3 separate regions of the Sus scrofa genome follow, and all the other regions are linked to region 3. A link is a contact called in public HiChIP or PLAC-seq data. All regions are on one chromosome and are shown on one strand. Each heading gives the region's core, a stretch centred on a gene start, on an enhancer-like site or on the middle of the called end of the contact. The rest is flanking DNA. Distances are from core to core; before and after follow the strand shown. Region 1 overlaps GSK3B (glycogen synthase kinase 3 beta). Region 2 overlaps FSTL1 (follistatin-related protein 1). Region 3 has its middle 60 kb from the start of GSK3B.

The links. HiChIP or PLAC-seq counts read pairs in DNA pulled down with a chosen protein or histone mark.
Region 1: an H3K27ac HiChIP or PLAC-seq map of alveolar macrophages shows a contact between it and region 3. The contact joins two enhancer-like sites. A contact is called at or near these places in 3 of 47 Hi-C or Micro-C datasets (embryonic fibroblasts, liver and skeletal muscle) and 1 of 2 datasets of contacts at active chromatin or transcription factors (alveolar macrophages).
Region 2: an H3K27ac HiChIP or PLAC-seq map of alveolar macrophages shows a contact between it and region 3. The contact joins two enhancer-like sites. A contact is called at or near these places in 3 of 47 Hi-C or Micro-C datasets (embryonic fibroblasts, heart right ventricle and liver) and 1 of 2 datasets of contacts at active chromatin or transcription factors (alveolar macrophages).

What each region holds. Positions count from the first base shown.
Region 1 is chr13:140,303,299-140,307,281 of Sscrofa11.1, reverse strand. All of the region lies in intron 7 of GSK3B (glycogen synthase kinase 3 beta), which reads right to left. Among named protein-coding and RNA genes, the nearest start is that of NR1I2, 100 kb to the left of the region's middle. Within about 2 kb of position 2,046, at least 8 of the 83 cell types and tissues checked have an H3K27ac peak or open chromatin away from gene starts, as enhancers often do. A contact at or near this core is called in alveolar macrophages, where this site is marked.
Region 2 is chr13:139,880,260-139,884,069 of Sscrofa11.1, reverse strand. It overlaps FSTL1 (follistatin-related protein 1), which reads right to left. Exons shown (of 11, transcript XM_021070306.1): 3 at 912-1,016. Among named protein-coding and RNA genes, the nearest start is that of FSTL1, 35 kb to the right of the region's middle. Within about 2 kb of position 2,314, at least 36 of the 83 cell types and tissues checked have an H3K27ac peak or open chromatin away from gene starts, as enhancers often do. A contact at or near this core is called in alveolar macrophages and embryonic fibroblasts, where this site is marked.
Region 3 is chr13:140,075,519-140,079,457 of Sscrofa11.1, reverse strand. No RefSeq gene overlaps it. Among named protein-coding and RNA genes, the nearest start is that of GSK3B, 60 kb to the left of the region's middle. Within about 2 kb of position 1,302, at least 9 of the 83 cell types and tissues checked have an H3K27ac peak or open chromatin away from gene starts, as enhancers often do. A contact at or near this core is called in alveolar macrophages and embryonic fibroblasts, where this site is marked.

The sequences.
Region 1 (3,983 bases), core at 797-3,296, 230 kb before region 3:
AAGTTAACATACACTTATATGACCAGCAATTTCAGTGCTAGTTATTTAATGAAGAGAAATATATACATATGTTTGCAAAAATACCTATAAACAAACAAAGAAGCTTTACTCATAGTTGTCAAAACTAAAAAACAAGTCAAACGTCCATATGCAGATGAATGGATAAACAAATTGTGGTATATTCATAGAATACAGCTCAGTATAAAGAATAAGTAAATTAAAAAAACAAAACATGGATGAATCTCAAAAACATAACGTTGAGACAAAAAAGCCAGATACAAAAGAAATATACTACATGACTCCATTCATATGAAATTCTAGAATAGGAAAAACAAATCTGTAGTGACGGAAATACCAATGATAACCTGAAACAGAAGATGGGAGACTGCAAAGAGACATGAACAATATTATCACCTGTCTCAGCCCACTGGGATTAACCTGGTGAAACCCTCAGCCCCGGGCAAACTGGGACATTTGGTTACCCTAGGCTGTACACAAGAACATTTTTTGGGTGATGCTATTACTACACTAAATACAACGGTATGTTTAACCTTATTCTGTTGCTATTTTAAGGCTACCATTAAAAGTATCAATCTGTTAAATTCTAAAATCAGAATTGTTTTATATACAGTATGCGTAGTCTTTAAGAAAGCAAAGGTATGAGTTAAGATACAAAGGAATATAAGAACGCTAAGGTAAGACATAATTGAGAGACATTAAATCCTTCTTCATTCTTTTTTTGGCCTCGCCTGAGGCAGGCACAAGTTATTGGGCCAGGGATCAAACCCACGAGAGCAATGACTCAAGCCACAGCAACACTTAACCTGCCAGGCCACCAGGGAACTCCCTAAAACACTTTTATTGAGGTCCTACTTTCACAGAGCTCTAGGGCAGAGAGACCTGTACATTATAAATCAACTATAATGAAGATCAATACACCAAAATGAACACAGATGATGTGCGAGGTGAAGTGCTACAATCCACTGGAGTAAGGAAGAGATTCAAGAAAGGATTCTGGAGGGAGAGATAAGAGGTTATTTTACTTAAGGAATATAGGAAGCAAATGAGTCAGATGCACATTTTATCTGCTCTAGGTATGAAGTGGAAAACAGCATGATTTGGATAACTAATCTGAGAGAATAAGGATGAGAAGTGGATAGGTGGCAACATTACAGGCTGAAAGGCAAACAAGAGACTGTTTATGAAAACCTAAGATTCTGAATGCATCAACATCTACAAGCAATACAACAAAAATAAAGCATTTCAATAAATCAACTATTTGATTGCCACTTCTGAGTTTATCTTAGTTTTATGTTGTTTCTATTAGGTTTTGAGAAAATTTCTCTATCAGCTGATTTATTTCAGCTGATTTATATTTGGAAACTCTGAAATCATATACTTAAGCTTTACATTTTACAGATTTTTAAAAAGTATGTTTGACATGGATTTTATTATTCAGACACAAAACAAGTCTTAGGGCTTCCCTGAATTTTAAGAGATAGAAAAGCAATTTTTCACCCAAACTTTTAAAGATACACTTAAAAATAGTAATTATTTATGAATTTCCTAAAAACGGAGTCCCTCCATGACTTAAAGGAAAAGAAAATGCACATAATGTTATATGCACATTTTTTAAAGTATGATATTTCACTGAATAAAAGGGGGGATTTTCAAAATTATCACACTATTGGGAAGAGTATGCACTCTCAGTTATCTGTTATTAGAATAAGATCTTTCCATTTATTGCAAAAAAGCACTTGTCAAGTGCATCATCGTAATCCTAAAACATCACCGAGGCAGAAAGACTCAACCAGAGATTCATGGCATAAGATTTTGGGGATGCTGTTCATCCCTTTTAATCTGTACCCAATCCCATCATGTTTAATATTTTTTCATTCACCTAGTTGCAAATTTAGCTAGACACAAATAATAACAAGCCAGGAATTATGATTTGTGTCTTCAAAGAAATAAAGCCAAAAATCATCTGACAAAAGCATTGAAATCAATTTCTTTCCCAGCCTTGCGTTGAGCCTTGCTCAACACCAGAGGTCGCCAAACTTCAACAATAGAGTTGTACATGTAGCCTTTAAAGCAAATGCCAAGTTAATGAGATCCTATTAGAAATCTGTTAATCCTCTGCTTGAAATCTTGCAGTGACTTTTAACTGTCTACAGTCTAATATGTTTAGGCCAATGCCCACAGCTCCAGCCTTCTCTCTCCTGGTAAACTTATACCCTGTTCCCACCATTCAGAACCTTAGGCTCAAACCATAAAGCACTACACAACAGACAAGACACAACAGACCTGACAACGTTAAGTATCTTCATCCAAATTAGCATGTATGTCCTCCAGTCCCTTCCTTTCTCTAAATAGAATACATCTCCATGTTTCAAGATTCAGCTGAAGAGTTACCTCTTCTAAGAAGCCTTTTCAGATAGCACTACCTCCAAACAGGATGCTTCTGCCTTTGTACCCTGCTCAGGCTTCTGGGATCATACCTGCCTTACTCCACTGATCTCAGTTTTTCCCTTCCTCCTCTCAATGAGTTTCTGAACTTGAGGGCAAAGATTCTTTATGTTCTAGCCCAGATGGTTAATAAATCAACATGTTGTTAATATAGATGCACCCTGAAAGGCTAAAGGGATACATGGCCAGGACTATACATAATGGATTTAATCAAAACTTTTAAAGTAAGTAGATGAAAATTGTACAACACAGGCCAAGAGAGATTATACATAGTATGGCTGGATAATTAAACATCTTCACTTCTTTTCTGCATAAAAGAACTATCTATTCAAATTGGATAACTGTCAGGTTGACTGCATATATCATAAACCTGACAAATTTCTCTAATTAGAAAACTAGAAAACATGTCACTGAGTTATTCTTTTTCAAAATATCAGTACTCTACTGATAATGGAATCATTACCATACATTTTTACCTTCAGAGGATTGATATAAAATGTATTCCCTTTTGTATACCCCTATAATTTACAAGTTTTCCTTTTTTAAATCCATTGGATGTAGGCAGCTAAAATACTTAATTCTCAACACATGCAGTTTTATCCAGTTTCTATCTACCTCTTTCCTATATATATATATGAGTGAAGTTCTGGTATAAGGAAACTTTGTGTTGGGGGGAGGGGGTGTATGCAATGTTTCCACCTCAGGGTTTTCTTCTGATTTCCAAAAGGCAAAATCCTCTTACCCTTCTCTCCCCTGGGAGGAAAAAAAGGCTATAGCAATAGCAGCACAAATCTTTAAATCCCATTAGGAACATCAGTGAAGGAAAAAGCACCAAATAGTCATGTTATTTGAACACAATTGAACAACTTGGAAAAGGATTTACTCAGCCTGGGAGGATGAACTAGTGCAGGAGGACCCCTTTGTGTGTCTGTGTTCTCCTCCATCTGTCACTTAACTTGATGTGGGTCCTGTGCAAAACTATGGTCAGAGTTTACTGCCTTGCTTAAAATACAGTAGAAACAACAAAACCTTATCAAAAGTCCTGTAGGTAAATGTTCTCATTCTTTGACTTAAAAAAAAATTGATATACTTCATATAATCATGAAATGCATCCCTTTAAACATACAACTGATTTTTTAAAAGTATATCCACAGAGGTGTACAACCATCAACTGCTATATAATTTTAAAACATGTTTATCACCTCAAAATGAAACCCTAGACCCATGAACAGTCACTCCCATTTCCACTCTTCCCAATTCCTAATGACCACTACAGATCTGCTTATTCGGGACATTTCACATAAATGGAATCATGTAACCTGGTCTTCTGTGTCTGATATTTTCCTTATCCATTCATCAGCTAATGGGCATCTGAAATGTTTCTACTTTTTGGCTATAAAGAATTCTGCTATGAACATTCATGTACAAGTTTTTGTGTGGATAGTTTTCAATTCATTTCTATTTCTATTCATTCCATATTACTGGGTCATATGGTAACTATGTTTAATGTTTTGAGG
Region 2 (3,810 bases), core at 1,065-3,564, 200 kb after region 3:
GAAACTCAAGCCTACAGAAATAATGACAGCAGCATGTCAGAATATTTGCACAAGGATGCCATTGTTTATAGTGGTAAACAACCCATGACACAACCTAAATGTCTATCTATAGGAAAATGATTACCTAAGTCTGGTTCTCTTGTATGACTATTATTGAGCTATTAAAAATGAGTTAAGGCGTTCCCGTCATGGCTCACTGGATAATGAATCTGACTAGGAACCATGAGATTGCGGGTTCAATCCCTGGCCTAGCTCAGTGGATTAAGGATTCGGTGTTGCTGTGGCTGTGGTATAGGCCGGCAGCTACAGCTCTGATTACACCCCTAGTCTGGGAACCTCCATATGCCACAGGTGAGGCCCTAGAAAAGACAAAAAAAAAAAAAAAAAAAAGGAGTTAAAACTATATGTGCTGACCTAGAGAGAACATTGTTATGATATATTAATAAGTACAAAATGTGAGTTGCATATATCTAGAGCTGTCTATATTATGATCTCATTTTTACATAAAATAGGGAGAAATCTTAGATAGTTGCATAGAAAAAATGAACATGTAGAACAAATATATACTGAACTCTTAACACCAGTTACCTAAGACCAATGGGATTTGAGGGTTACGGGAAAGATTATTAATTTTATGTTTGTATAAATGTCTCTACTATCGACTTATATAAAGCAACTGTTAATTTTGTAATTTAAAAATCTTATAAAGGTAAGTAGTGTTTAAAAAGAAAAGTATCCCTACATTCACATCTGATTTTTACCTTCTGAGATAAAATTTTCACTTCTTTCAAATACACAAGGTGTGCTTTTATAAAGATAATGAAATCATGGGCACTGCTGACTGGTAGCTCCAGCAAGGTAACCACACCTGCCTTGGCCACTGTCCTCTGGCTTCCGACCTTAGGACTTACCTCAATACAGAGGCAAGTGGGCTCTCCCTTCTCTGTGACTGCACATTCCCGGCCGGCTCCACAAAACACATTGGCACAGATCTTGGATTTGCTCCTTGGCTCTTCCTAAAACACAAAATCAAAAAGAAACTCTGTCACTGAGATGAGTCCATCTCTGGATAAGCCAATGGTGGTAATTATCTCTCAGGCTTGGGCTGTGGTCTGGAGTGAAGACTCATGGTGCTGAAGGGTCCTGAACAGCCAGAAGCTGTTGCCAACTGCCAGCATCCATCTTGCTGGCACTGCTCCTGCTCAGGTCCAGTTACTTCTGAGTGCCCAAGAGTGCTTCTTATAGAGCAAATTTCCTCCTTGCATGCTTTCTTCTAAAAATGTTAACTGAGCACCCATTAAAGGACAGTACTAGGCTAAGGTCTGGAGATATAAAGACTGTCCCTGTCCTCACGTGGAAACACAACAGAGACTTCCAGAAAGCAATGCGTAAGTGTAACAGTGGGAGGGTGAGAATCAAAGGAGACTTTCTGAAGATAGGTCCTAAAGGATGAGAAGAGTAAACCAGGCAGAAGTGGAAATGCTTGAGAGAAATACACATATCAAAAGGACCAAAGTCTCACTGACTAGGGTTCTGCTATCTCAAAAGGCGAGAGAAGGATGGCTAAACCATCAGAAACACGGATCTGCTATTATTCGACATGGTCCTATTCAGCCCCCTGTCCATATCTGCCTCTGGCTTCAGAGAACCAAGGGGGCTGAATCACTTAACAGAACTGTTTTCAAACCACTTGTGGTTAGACATTTGTGTTCATACATATGTAGCAAAACTGAAAAGGCAGGGAATGGTCCCAGCCTATGCCACCAAGAATGTGAGCATTTGCAGGCAGTAACCTGTCAGTGACACAGTCCTTCCCTCATATTAAATGGTGGCAGAAAGCCAGCCCCACTCCATCTGCCATTCAGGAGTGGCAGTTGAATGAAAGAGAATGTGATTCCTCCAGCCCTTTTCCTGACTGTCTGGGCAGGTAGTCACCTGGGACCTCCAGGCTTGTGCCTACTGAGGTAGCACTGGCTGTGACAGAACCAACAAAGGTCATGCAACTGGCCATAGTAAGGGCAGGGATAGAATCTAAGATTCCAGCCTTCAGGCGAGGTCTACCACGTCATGTAGAAAGCTCATACCCAAAAAGCTTGTAACTGTAAAATCCTTATAGTGGTCAAACGTTTTGAGTCCAAGAACAGGTCAAAGAAAGCAAAAAACAAAGTAGATGTGAGATCTGAGGGTCTGTGTCCAATACAGTTGGTCTGCTGCCACCTGGAGGCTGCTTTGCAAACTCCAGGTTATTTTCTCTCCGAGCGAGCTTGAAGGGCACGCAGAGCTCCCTCCCATTGGTCTAGAAACCCGGGCCATGCTCACGTTTCATTGGTTCACAGGCTGTTGCTAAACCCATTCTTTTTTGGATGTTGCTAAGGGGAATTCAATAAAGCTGGCAGGCAGCGAAAAAAAGAAAAAAAGAGGAAGTAATTCCCAGAAGGCTGGGGGTACTGGAAAGCTGTTGTTTCCTAAACCAGGAGTGGAGATAAAATTGCACATATTCTCCAGGCAAGACCTTCTTGGAAACTGTGCTTGGGAATGAAAAACAGCTCTAAAAATGAAAAGGAAGGGGAAAAAGAAGAAAAAAGGAAAAGGCTGTCACTGATCATTGTTAAAAAAAAAACCAACAGAACAACTCAGCTAGGACTTTCTCCTCTCCCCCTTTATGAAACATGTTGAGAGATACAAATACATGTCCTTCATGAATCTGTCACATGAGTTAAAGACACACTACTGCATAAAAAAACATGCTCAGACGTATGCATGTCTACACTCCAAGACACACCAACACATGGCCCCATAAGCAGATACTCACAAACCGTTATCACTTACTAGCTCTTCGTCCATAATAAGGCACTTTAATGCTCTGAGCCTGTTTCCTCATCTGTAAAGTAGGGGTAAATACTAGCCCTGCCTTGTCAAGATAAAATGAGATAATATATTTGGAATTGTGTCATAAACTATGAAACAAGTTGCCCGTGAAGTGTTACTCATATTAATGCTTAAAGAACTTCCTGCAGAATAAATAACTTGTGGCATTTATAGAGCCTCTTTTTATCTTATGTTTGTTTTTAGTGAGTATTCATAATAAAAGCTTTTACTTATAGATCAAATTCAACTCGTCATTTTTTAGAAATAATTCTAAAAAATCCATTTGAAGAAATACTCTTTACCTAAAATACAATGACTAATATTTGATAGCACTATTAAAACTTGCAGAATGTTTTCACACATACACTTTCCTCTTATTGTGGATAACCCTGCAAAAACATGCATATTAACTACATTTTATAGATGAGGAAACTTTTTTTTCCTCTTTTTTGTCTTTTTTAGGGCTGCACCCACGGCACATAGAGGTTCCCAGGCTAGGGGTCTAATAAGAGCTGCACTGCCAGCCTATGCCACAGCCACAGCAACACCAGATCTGAGCCATGTCTGCGACCTACCCCACAGCTCAAGGCAATGCCAGATCCTTAACCCACTGAGCAAGGCCAGGGGTTGAACCTGCAACCTCATGGTTCCTAGTTGGATTCATTTCCGCTGCGCCACGACGGGAACTCCTTAGTGAGGAAACTTAAAATAGGAAGTTTGAGTAACTTGCCCAAGTTTCATAGCTAAAAATGAGGAGCTAGGAGTCCCACCCAGATCTTCAGACAATAGATGACTAAGCTCCCATTTATAAATACCTGGCACCTTCCTAAGTGGTTTTCATTATACATGATCTTATTTAAGCTTCACAACAACACCATAAATTAGACATCATAACTATCCCCATTTAATGGAGGAGGGAACAGCCTTAGTAAGTAGGGAGTG
Region 3 (3,939 bases), core at 53-2,552:
TATCCATGAAGATGTGGGTTTGATCCCTGGCCTTGCTCAGTGGGTTAAGGATCTAGCGTTGCCTGAGCTGTGGTGTAGGTTGCAGATATGGCCTGGATCTTCGTTGCTGTGGCTGTGGCTGTGGCTGTGGCTGTGGCTGTGGCTGGCAGCTGTAGCTCCAATTCGCCCCCTAGCCTGGGAACTTCCACATGCTGTGGGTGTGGCCCTAAAAAAAAAATTTTTTTTTCTCAAACTATTTGGAACTAGTCAGAAGAAAGCAAGGTCACTTCAAGCTGGTATAGTTAGAAGGAAGAAGAGAAGAGCTGCTGCTGCAAACAAAAGTGAGAGCCTGAAGTGTGCACTGGCACGCCCTGCTTAAGCTATAGTAAGCCTATTCAGTAGGAGCCAGGTGGGGAGTTTTAGGCAAGTTGAGAATGAGGGACGGTAGAGCTTCATGAGGGAGGGCCTCCAGCCCGAAACCAAGGTGAGAGTGCATCCTGTGGGAAGTGGGAGCAATGAAAGTTTTTCAGCAAAGTGGAAACTTGGGTTGAAGCGATTCCATGGCCCTCCCCCCAGTCTCGGCAGGAGCCCCAAGGTCTGCACTGCTTCTAGTCATCATAGTGTCTTCTGGGACCCTTGTGCAACATCATCTTTTTGTGCCACTTCAAGGGCGTGCCACTTGAGAAGAAATTTCAGATCAGAGGACTGGGCTTGGTCCTTTTTTTGCGGGGAAGGGAGGGGGGCCATGCCTTCGGCATCCATAAGTTCTGAGACCAGGGATCAAATCAAAGCTGTACCGGTGACCCAAGCCACAGCAGTGACAATGCCTTAGCCACACAGCACCACCAGGGAGCTCTAGTTTGGGTCTTTCTAAACAAGGGACTTGATTTGGAGTTCCTGTTGTGGCTCAATGTAACGAATCTGATGAGTATCCATGAGTATGTGGGTTTGATCCCTGGTCTCACTCAGTGGGTTAAGGATCCAGTGTTGCTATGAGCTATGGAGCAGGTCGCAGACATGGCCCAGATCTGGTGTTGCTGTGGCTGTGGTGTAGGGTGGTAGCTGCAGCTCCCATTCCACCCCTAGCCTGGGAACTTCCATATGGCGCAGGAGTGGCCCTAAAAAGCGAAAAAACAAAAAAACAACAAAAAAATCAACCCCCCCCAAAACAAGGGACTTGCTTGTTTTCAATATCATGTATGTTTGGCACTGAACTTCCTGAAGAGGGCAGGAGTGACCAGGTAGCTTTAGAAAGCTCCTTTTCATCCTTCAAGACACTGTTCAATGACTCAGCAATAGAGGGTTTTGCAATAGGCTTACAGAACCAGACCAGCTTGCTTTTCCTCAGGAAACCTTGGTGTCCTAAGAAAACCTCAGCCTGCCCTGTCAGGCTGAAATGCCTCTGTCTTCTGGTAGCATGCCTGTAGCACATGCTCTAGAACCAGCATTGAGGTGTCCAAAAAGGGCTTTGGAATCAAATTCAAACTCTGGCTCTGCCGCTAACCAGTTGTATGACTTTGGGCAAGTTACCTATCCTCTGCGATGTACAGTTTCCTCATCTGTAAAACAGAAATATAACTACTTTGTGGGGGTAATTATGTCTTAAACGAGGTAAGTATCAAGTGGCAGATAATAGGCATCCTATATTTTGTCTTCTCTGTTATAAAGTTCATCATATTTCTGTAAAGGAAATTAGTTGTCTTTTGGCTCCACCCTAAAAAAAAAAAATCAGATTTCCTGACTTTTCAGTTGCACCTTTCCCTAGGCCTGCCCAGATATGAATCCTGCAAGGAGATGTGTCCTCCACAGGAAGTGAGTCTGACCTAGAAGGGGTTCAGGGAGAAAATTATGTTGTCCTAGAAGTGGGCCAAACCAAAGGGCCATCCTTACGTTATCAGATCTGTTTAGAAGACCCTTCCATCAAGAACAAGTTGGACACAGGAATGGGGATTTTGGTATAAGGCAAGAAAACATGAAGAGGATTTTTAAATCTAAAGCCAAACAATTTCATAAGATAAGTGCTAATATACTGTTTACCATGGGCCAGGCATAGTTCATACCAATAATTAATATTAATTCACTGAACCCTCCTAACTACATGAGGTAGGTGTTATTATCCCAATTTACAGTTGGGGAAACTGAGCCATAAAGAGGTTATGCAACTTGCTAAAAGTTACATAGTCACATGGGTGACTTTAAGCCCTGGAATTGCATGGGGAAAATTAGTAGGAGAATTAGTGGGGAAGGGAGCCCACCTAGAATGCCTTCTTTTGAGAAAGGGTCCAGGCACTATCACAGAGCATTTAAACTTCAGTGAATCCCATCAACATTATTGTCCATGGTCAGATAGGTAAGCTCTGCTTCCTAGGTGACCTCAGCTCTTTTGAGCAGCCCCTCTGGGGTCCCTCTTGAGACAGTTCTGGCCAGGCCACTCCTCTTTTTTCTTTTGACAAATGTCTGCTGAGCATCAACCCATGTACCAGGCAGAGTGCTGGGTGCTCAAGACACCAAGATAATGATAACAAGTTGTAGGCTCAAGAAGCTCAGTCTAGCGGGGAAAGGAGAGAAATGAACCAATAGTTGTGTACACAATGAAGAAAGGGCTCTGCAAGGGTATCCTTGCCCTTCTTCCCTTGGCTCAGACTGGAGAGAGGCAATGTCCACAAAGCTAAGCAGGTGCTTTTTGTATTTGTCTCCCTCCCTCCTTCACCACACCACCCTCTCTGCCTCTGTTCTTTGGACTTGTCCTCCTTGCCTTCTTTTTTTTCTGCCCTCTTGCTTTTCTCTTAGTTACCTACAGACTTTTCCAGGGCTTTTCCCAAGCACTTATTCTTTAAGCCAATGTGGACTGCTAGTATATTAGGACATGCAAAGGTAACTCAAAGAATGGAAAGGATCGGGAAGCACTGACCTAGATCTTGTCCGTGGTGACACTGGCATGTCCTGTCTTTTTGTGACCTCAGTAGTGAACTGAACATCCCAAGGTGTTCCCTTATTCAAATGCAGTGTCGGAGTTCCCATTGTGGCTCAGTGGTTAACGAATCTGACTAGGAACCATGAGGTTGCGGGTTCCATCCCTGGCTTGCTCAGGGGGTTAGGGATCTGGCGTGGCTGTGACCTATGCTGTAGGTCGCAGACGCGGCTCGGATCCTGAGTTGCTGTGGCTCTGGCGTAGGCCAGAGACTACAGCTCTGATTAGACCCCTAGCCTTTGAACCTCCATATGATGCGGGAAGCGGCCCTAGAAAAGGCAAGAAAAGACCAAACAAACAAACAAACAAACCACAGATGCAGTGTGGCTGGGGATGCTAACATCAGATACAATTCAGGGAGAAAGATCAGAGTGGGTACCAGAGATGAGAAAGTAACCTCTCTCCTACTTTCAGCCCCAAAGATGTGTTAGACCTTAACAGAGCTTAGATGGTGTTACTGGGAAAAATGCAGCAGGCGGAGGCAACAGAGAAACTGCTTTGTTGGGGGCTCTGAAAGAGGGGACTCAGGAAAGCCATGGTGAAAAAATGATCAGACTGTCCTCCTGCTAATACTGCTTGTTACTTAGTTACAATCTTGAGAAAAACATCTTTAAGAGAACACCTTATCACAAAAACCTTCTTCTTTCTTTCCCATTAACTCTGTCACTCTCAACTCACCTCTCTCTAAGAAACTTAAAGTGCTGTCATTTTCAGAATTCAGTTACTTCAGGGTCTTTTAGTGATATTTCTTCCTCTTAACTCATTGGAAGGCAGTGAAGCCAGATGGCTCTGCCTCCCCCTCTGCTGCATTGCTAGCTCCATTACAGGGTCTTTGCCTTTCTTTGTTTCCTTCCTTTCCTTTGTTTCATCCACTTATCTGCCCCGAAATCCATCCATTAAACATTTATTGGACTCATCCTTTGTGCAAAGCTCTCTGATGGCTACTCTAGAAGATACAAAGATGTAGAAGACACACCCAGTGCTTTCAG